2 separate regions of the Sus scrofa genome follow, and region 2 is linked to region 1. The links are chromatin contacts, called in public HiChIP or PLAC-seq maps. All regions are on one chromosome and are shown on one strand. The core of a region is the stretch at or near the end of the contact, and the rest is flanking DNA. Distances in the headings are between cores, read along the strand shown.

What was found. HiChIP or PLAC-seq counts read pairs in DNA pulled down with a chosen protein or histone mark.
Region 2: an H3K27ac HiChIP or PLAC-seq map of alveolar macrophages shows a contact between it and region 1, with 2.2 times the contacts expected there. The contact joins the promoter of LSMEM2 here to the enhancer-like site in region 1. A contact is called at or near these places in 3 of 5 promoter capture datasets (fetal liver, fetal skeletal muscle and liver), 20 of 47 Hi-C or Micro-C datasets (adipocytes, alveolar macrophages, blood and 11 more) and 2 of 2 datasets of contacts at active chromatin or transcription factors (alveolar macrophages and skeletal muscle).

The regions. Positions count from the first base shown.
Region 1 is chr13:32,717,277-32,720,920 of Sscrofa11.1, reverse strand. The region is part of intron 1 of GNAI2 (G protein subunit alpha i2); the gene reads right to left. Among named protein-coding and RNA genes, the nearest start is that of GNAI2, 6.2 kb to the right of the region's middle. Within about 2 kb of position 1,325, at least 35 of the 83 cell types and tissues checked have an H3K27ac peak or open chromatin away from gene starts, as enhancers often do. A contact at or near this core is called in alveolar macrophages, fetal liver, fetal skeletal muscle and 6 more, where this site is marked.
Region 2 is chr13:32,750,108-32,754,025 of Sscrofa11.1, reverse strand. It overlaps LSMEM2 (leucine-rich single-pass membrane protein 2), which reads right to left and starts at 1,511. Exons shown (of 5, transcript XM_021068814.1): 1 at 1,052-1,511; 2 at 740-872. The coding sequence starts at 1,115.

The DNA.
Region 1 (3,644 bases), core at 76-2,575:
CAATCTACGAAAAGTACCCCACAAGGGAGGGTACCAAGCCCAACGCCTGCCAAGAGGAGCCTCCCTTGGGCCTTCACACCCACCCCAAACTGCTCCAGGGTCCAAGCCCAAGGTTTGTCTATGTGCCCACAAGCCATGGGCCATGCTGAGAAATATGACATCATAGGTCCCAGGGATGGGCACAGAGATAGGAAAGGACAGCCTGAGGTCACATGGTGAGGAAAGTGGGGAGTGGGCCCTCTGGGACCCGAAGTCTTGACTGGCCATGAGGATGCATGTTCTCAGCTTTGTGAGTGACCTCAGAGCCCACTAAGACCCTGATGCATCTACTGCTTCTGCTGTAGCTCTCCTAAGCCTCTTAGGCTCCTCAGCTCTTGGCCTGACAACTTAGAGCAGAATTCTGGGAACCTCTGTGGGGAGGACAAGGCAGGAAAACTTGGGTTTTGGAGGCCAAGAAGCATGAGGGCCAGTCTCCCCACACCTCTCATGCTGTGGCCAACTCACAGCATGGACACATCAATCACCACCTTGTACCTTACACGGGCGCACCACAGCCTTTGCTCTTTCTTAGTGGGGGCTCCCTGCAGGACATTTCTCCCTTCTCCCCATCTGGACAACTCATGGTCTTGAGACCAGGCTCAGGGGTCCCCATGCTGGACCATGACAGTCTCTGAGCCTTCCTCAGCCCTGGTCTCCTGAGCCTGGGCGGGGGGTGGGGGGTGGGGGTGGAAGGCACAAGCATGTTAGGGACAAAGCGAAGCACTAAGTTGCCTGACTATGACCTAAGTATTACTGTGAGGGGACATGGACCAGGACCCACAGCATCTGTCTGTCATCCTGACTGACCAATTCTTGCCACTTGGGCAGAGACTTCTGAGGGGCTACAGGAGTTGGGGGCAGGCGCTCAGAGTCACCACCTGGGTCATGTTTTGGTATCTCTGCTTACTGGGTGAGTCACGTAATGTCCCTGACCCTCAGTTTCCACATGAACGAAATGGATAAAATGTCAGTCCCAGCCTCACAGCCCTATGCGATAGTCAAGGCTTAATGAGAGGCAGCTGCTGTTGTCACGAGAGGGGAAACTGAGGCCCAGTGAAAGCACCCCCAGGCCCAGTGGGTAGTAACAGGGGGAATCCTTAGGCTGGATCAAGGGCCCCTCTGTCTACCCATAGACAGGGGAAACCCAGAGTGAGCTAATCCCAGGGCTGCTGCTCCATTTCCGGGCATTCATCTGGGCCTGCAGCCGGCCTTCCGGCTTTGGAGGGCAATGGCCGCTTGGGAACATAGGAGCAGCCCTCTGTTTTCCTGCTAGCCACCCCCAGTCGGCGTCCCTCTCCCAGCCACCACTTCCTGTGGTCAGAGGAGGGGCCTGGAATCCTCTTCAGAGGGGCCACCTTCTCTGAGATCCTGGATCCAGTGATTGCTGGGGCAAGACAAGGGTCAGAGCTGTGCGGACTAACTCCAACCCAGTGACTACCAGTAGGGTGGCCCAGGGAGATATGCAGATGCGCCTGCACAGGTGGGGCTCACCTTCTAATCCCCCAGATGACCTGGCTCACACCCCCCCACCCCAGTGCAGAGTGTGAGCAGCCCTCTGGCCTCTTCCTCTTTTGAGCTCCTCCTCCTCCAGCTGCTTCCTCCTTTTCCTCCGGTGTGGACACCACTTCCCCGAGAGGCCCAGCCCTGCCATGCAGACCTCACTGCCCCTCCTCCAGCCCAGCGCACAGTAAGTGCTGCTGTAGCACCCTGGCACTCTGGAATCCTCCAAGCCACAAGGATACCTTCTCACAAGCCTTATATGATCCCACCTTCGGGCTTTGGCTCAAACTGGCCCGGCACTTACTGCCAAGCCTTGGAAGTATACACAGAAGCCCAGGACTGAAGGCCTGGCCCAGCCAAGAGAATGTGTGGTTATTCTGGGGAGGTTATTCCTCCCAAACCAAGATGATTGTAGCCCCAAGAAGCAGCATTGGGGTGAGGGTGGAGTGGGTTGGGGTTTAGTAAGAACAAGAGCTCCAGGCTGGCGGGCTGGAGAGGAGGGGTGGGGCTGGGCAGAGGGGGCCCCACCCTGCACCTGTGGCTGAGGGAGGGGCCGCCTCTAGAGCCACCACCAAAGGGCCTAGTCCTTGCCCTCCCCAGGGCTTTCTTAGGCAGGTCCCATCAGCTGAGGCCTGGCCAAAATCTGCTGACACCTTCCCCACTCTGAACTTGGAGGTTAGGACTCTCCTGCCCCGAGATACTGGGAGGTTGAGCCCAAAGCTGGCCTGGGCCCTGCCCCCATCTGCCCCATCCTGCCAGGGAGGCAGCACTCAGACTCAGATTGTCTCGCCCTCTGCTGGGGATGTGGTGGGACAAGTTTTGATCACTCAGAGGCTAAGAGCTTATGCGGACATTTCCTCCATCCTGTTTCTGCCAAAAGGGATGCCTTTTAGAGAGACAGACCGAGACCGAGAGAGACAACCAGGGACTGAGACCAAGGGCAGAGTGTACAGGACCAGTGTGCGGCCTGTGACCCAACCTGCCCCATGCACCAGCCCCTGCGGTGCTGGAGCCTAGGACCTCACTGGGAACCCATCAGGCCCCATGCCCAGCATTACCTGCTGTCACTAGGCAACAGTTTGCAAGCCTAGGATACCAGTGATGCTACCGGGTGGCCCCGCAGGCCAGCCCAGGGCCAACCCTGAATGGCTGTTCACGCCCGAAGGGGTCCTGGACCATGCCAAGCCCCATCTGGCAGCCTAGGCTTCAACTCAAGCACAGTGGGTGGCTCAACTGCCTCAGGGCCTGGCAAGCCTAAGCTCCCCAGCTGGCTTGACTTCCACCTCCAGCCACAGCGGCAGGCATTCCCTCTGTCCTCACCACCTGCTCTGCCCTCTGTCTGGGGTTCTCCACTCCTACCCCTCAATGAGATGCCCTCAGCTGAGCTCCTGTGTCACCTTCTTTGTAAAACCACCTTGAATTGCCCAGTCTCCCAGCTCAGGGCTATCCCTTGAAGGACCCACTCTCACTCCTATCCTAGAGGTACGACTTTTACTGGCTGCACCAACACTGGAGTCATGGGCGGGAGCGGAGCCCAGTGGGACAAGGCAGGACCCAGCCAGAGGGGGTCAGAAATGGCTTAGACCCCCTACTCCCTCCCTAGCTTGGGAGCCCCAGGGCTGCACCACTGGCCCTGGAAGACAAAGCCTAGCCTAGCCTGGGGGAGGGGTGGGAAGAAGAGACTCAAGAGGCCCAAGCTGCCCCGCCTCCCATTCAAGTGCTAATGAGCTCCAGGCAGGATGGCGGATGGCAGGAGGGTGGGAGTGGGAAAGCTTTGAGGAGAAAAGGGAGGCTGGAGGCCAGCCTGAGTACCAGCCCACCTGGTAGCCAGGGCCCTGCCACACCCTCAACCCCAGACCCCCCCGGAAGGTGGCTCAGCCCCCAGAAGCTGGGCCGAAGGTCCCCAAGACAACGTGCCACTCCAGATGGCACCAAATGTCTCCCACTTGCTGTGACCAGCTGCCAAGGGCCACGGAGGGGGTTCCCAGGGCCCCCATACTGTGGCCAGGCAGCCTCCAGGCTGGGGACACCACCCCCACCAAACTCTCAGCTCTGCAGGAGACAGCAGAAGGTCTCTCACCTGTTTTCATACGTCCAGGCTTTGG
Region 2 (3,918 bases), core at 262-2,761, 33 kb before region 1:
TTGCACTTGGCTGTGCTTTTCACACACTTTAAACTGAACTTGGATTCTGTTACCAGGAAAAACCCTAGTAAATGTTATTGTTAAGACGCCCCCACACCCGGGGCCAGGCCCCTCCCATCCAGTATAAAATGCTGAAAATGTGATGGGAGGAGTGATTAGATCAGGCTGGAGCCTTGGAGCAGCACTGTATCTGAAGCTTCCCAAGTCAATGCTCTTGTCCCTCCAACCCTCCATCCCTCTTGAATACAGTGGGGCAATGAGTGGTAGCCACCAAAGTCTTAACTAGAAGTCAGACAGGCCAGGCCAAGGGACCCCAACTTTTTAGCCCACATTTCAGGCTAGAATCCTATACACTCCCAGTCCCTGGGCCATGCACCCAAACGCTATCCAAAACCATTGCCCACCCCCAATCCCAGTGTCCTCCCCGAAGGAAGAACTGCACTGGCCAGACTGCCTGGCCCACTTAAGCACAGGCTCTGGTTTACTCTTCCCCCAAGTGGGGAAGCTCCTCTAAGCACCCCCTGCAGTCCCTTGCAGGAGGAATAGGCCTGAGCTGAAGAGGCTTTCCAGACTCAGTAAGCCGTTCCTTCATGCGCAGCGGGGGCAGGTCTCTCTTCTGGGATATAGTGATTAATGACGAGTCAAGAAAATGAGGTCAGTGGGACAGAGGCCAGGTTTCTCCATGGTCCACAGAGTCAGAGGATTGGGGCCTTACCCTCCCTTCAAGTTATTTTCCTACCTTCTTGGGTTCCTTCGGGCATGGTGGGTGGGTGGGCAGCCAGGAGCCGATGAGCGTGCCCAGTAGCAGGACAGGAGGGAGTAGAAGTGGCTCCTATGACCCCGGAGAAGGCCTGGCCACCTCCCAGCCTGCACTGAAAATAGAACTGAGCTCAGCCCACTGGGCTATATTTAGAGGGGGCAACACCATGGGAAGGGGCGGAGTGACCCACATAGACCAGCCTGGACTCTGCCTGGTGCTGGAGCCCAGGGGAGGATGTACCTCAACGAGGGCCTGGGGCCACGGTCTTTCCCAGGACACCCTGCTACTCACACGTGCAGGGACATGGAGCCTTCAGCCGAACAAACCTCCTCATACCTCCAGTGATGTCCCCCATGGTAACCAAGACATTGAATGGACTCCTGTGCACAAGAAAATACCTGGGCTAAAACCAGTGTGCCTTTTATCAGAAGGAGGCAAAGACACCCCTAAACCACACAGAGAGCCCAGTGGCCACCAATCCACACCACCACATGGCTCAAGCAGGGGTAACACTCGGAAGGTCACAAGCACACAGGCCAGGATGGGACAGTATATTTCTCGTCTGTCAGAAGCAATGAAAAGGTGGATGGCAAAGCCTAGATTCTGACAAGGTCCCAGAAGTGACGCAGAACCCAAAGAGGGAAACCCAGCAGTCTTCCTGAGCCGGGTGACAGGCATTCAGGAAGGGCACCAATTAAGACCCTGAGTCTGCACAAGGGACATCGCCCTTAGCCCTGCATTTGACCACCCAGTCTGCTCCCGCGCTCAGGAGAAAGTTACAAAAGCTTGAGGCTGGGCCCCAAACCCCGCTGTCAGCCTTGGTAGAGGAGGCCTTCAAGGTCCATCCTCAGCAGTGAGACTTAACAGAGGCCAGTGAAGAAAACACGGCTTTGGGCTGCTGTGATTGACCCACTGTGTCGTCGAGGGGACCCTAAAGGGCTGACAAACCCAGGCAGACAGCCTAGGAGCCACCTGGGGGGAAACCAGTGTGCCTTTTGTCAGAAGGAGGGGGGGGCCTGTTGCAAGCTCCCTCTTGTGGGCAACAAAGAAACAACCCTAAGCAGCCCGAGTTCCTGGTGAAATTGGGGTGAGATACCATCACACAGAGGGACCTACAGACCAAATGATCAACCAACATGCCCCAAGGACCTGGTGGGCTCCAGATCCTAAGACAATGCATCCTCATTGCTCCAAGGGAGCCTCGAGTCACCCTTGACATTGCAGGCAGGAAAATGACTTTCTTTCCCTTTTTTTTTTTTTTTAGGAGTCACACCTACAGCATAAGGAAGTTCCCAGGCTAGGGGTGGAATAGGGACAATGACAAGAAAACTCACTTAACATTTCCAAAATCATATTCAAAGAGGAATATTTACAAGAATGCTGGCCATGCCATCAACAGTCCCAGCTGGCTAGTAGCCTTTCTCTTGCATTTCACCTGAACCTACAATTTCCGATGACTACCTAAATCACTACTCCCTTGACCTCTGCTAGGCACACTCGCACCTTCCAGGGGGCTATCCCAGGGCTTTTACCTGACTCCCCCATACAATGGGACCCAAGGCATGGGGCACACTAAGTTAAATTCCACAAATGGCATTTGTTTCACACACCCCCAATGCACTCCCGCCCCCAGGTATAATTATATCAGCTGTTCTGCTTCTTATACAACAATACGCTGTACTTACAACCTCACCCATGTGTGCTGTTTCAAATAAGGAAATTTTCCATCTCCTTGAAATCAAATTCAACCCACTTGTGGGATACGGAACAAATAGTGAGCTGACTTTCCCGCCTCTGCTCTCTGACAAAATCATACTGGAGCATTTTTATTAAGACTTTTATGACATCATATGGTCTAAACGACCAAAAGAATGGTTTCTTTTCCCCGAGTTGCACACATACTAGCAATAGCTTTGTTCTTCAAGGACTCCCAGCTCCAAATAACCATGAGGCAGACATTCACTTCTGCACCTCTGAAGGGCTTTGTTCTGCAGACACCCAAACCACCCTGTGTTATGGAATTATAGCCAGAGCCTGACCTTTTTCAATCAACCTATGGCCTCTAACTGCAGTGATGATGTCCCCTTCACAGGAGAGGGAACTAGAGGGATAAGAGGGATTTTCACCACCAAACCCAGAGAGCAGGAGCAATGATCTTAGCAGTGGCAAGGCTAGCCACAGGACTGCAGCTCCACAGGGAGACTTTATCTATCAGGAAGCAACACTGAGCAGTCTCACCAGACAGCTTGGTTATGTGATAATCCAGACAGGGTAGGCCTTAATGGGACTTAAGGCTGCTCTTGTTTCGTTGGCTAATTTAACTCTAGATAATCGTTTAGCTCTTAATTGCCTTTTGACAGAAAAACGCAGAATTTGTGGGATAACTTAATACTTCCTCCTGCACCTGAATCAATGAGACAGGAGAAATGTTAATATTATAGAAATACACACCCAAGCAGAACAGCTTCACATTTTTGGCAGGGGAGATACCACCAGCTGTGTGGTCATCAGTTAGGGAATGCCTCCCCAAATGAACTTGGTTCCTGCCCACTCTGGGCCATTTAGTGGCTATTACTATCCTCCTTTTTGGCCCCTGTTTAACCTTGGGGTTAAGTTTGCGCCTTCTAGGTTCCAACAGTTTCAAGACTCAGGATGGCTCAAGGATTCCAACCCATTCCAGCTGAGGGTAGCCCAGGTCCCTATAGGAACCTAAAACAGTCAACGAGGGATTTCTACACCCCTAGGGTAGGATAGGGTCTGCATCCCCTGCCCAGCAGGAATAGTTTCAGAAGAAGAGATCATCAGCCCTTATCCCTTAAGAGCTGAGGAATCCTTGGGGGCAGTGGGGGGCAGGGGGGAGTGGGTGAAGAGACAGGGTGCAACCTAGGACTCTTTGCTGCAGGGTTATACCTGGACAAATGTCTCTTCCTCAAGCAAAAGAATACAAACTATCAAAATATATAAAAATAACTACATGCATGCCGCTGGGGTAAATTATGAACAATAAGAAACAAAAGGGCCAAAATCCAAACTGCCACTTCTCAGGAGTAGGGAGCAAAAGCAGATTACTGTGCCTGATCCCTGCACACAGCACCAACAAGGGGGTGGACACACCACCTAAGCCACTCCTCCCACTGATCAATCAATTTTCCACCACC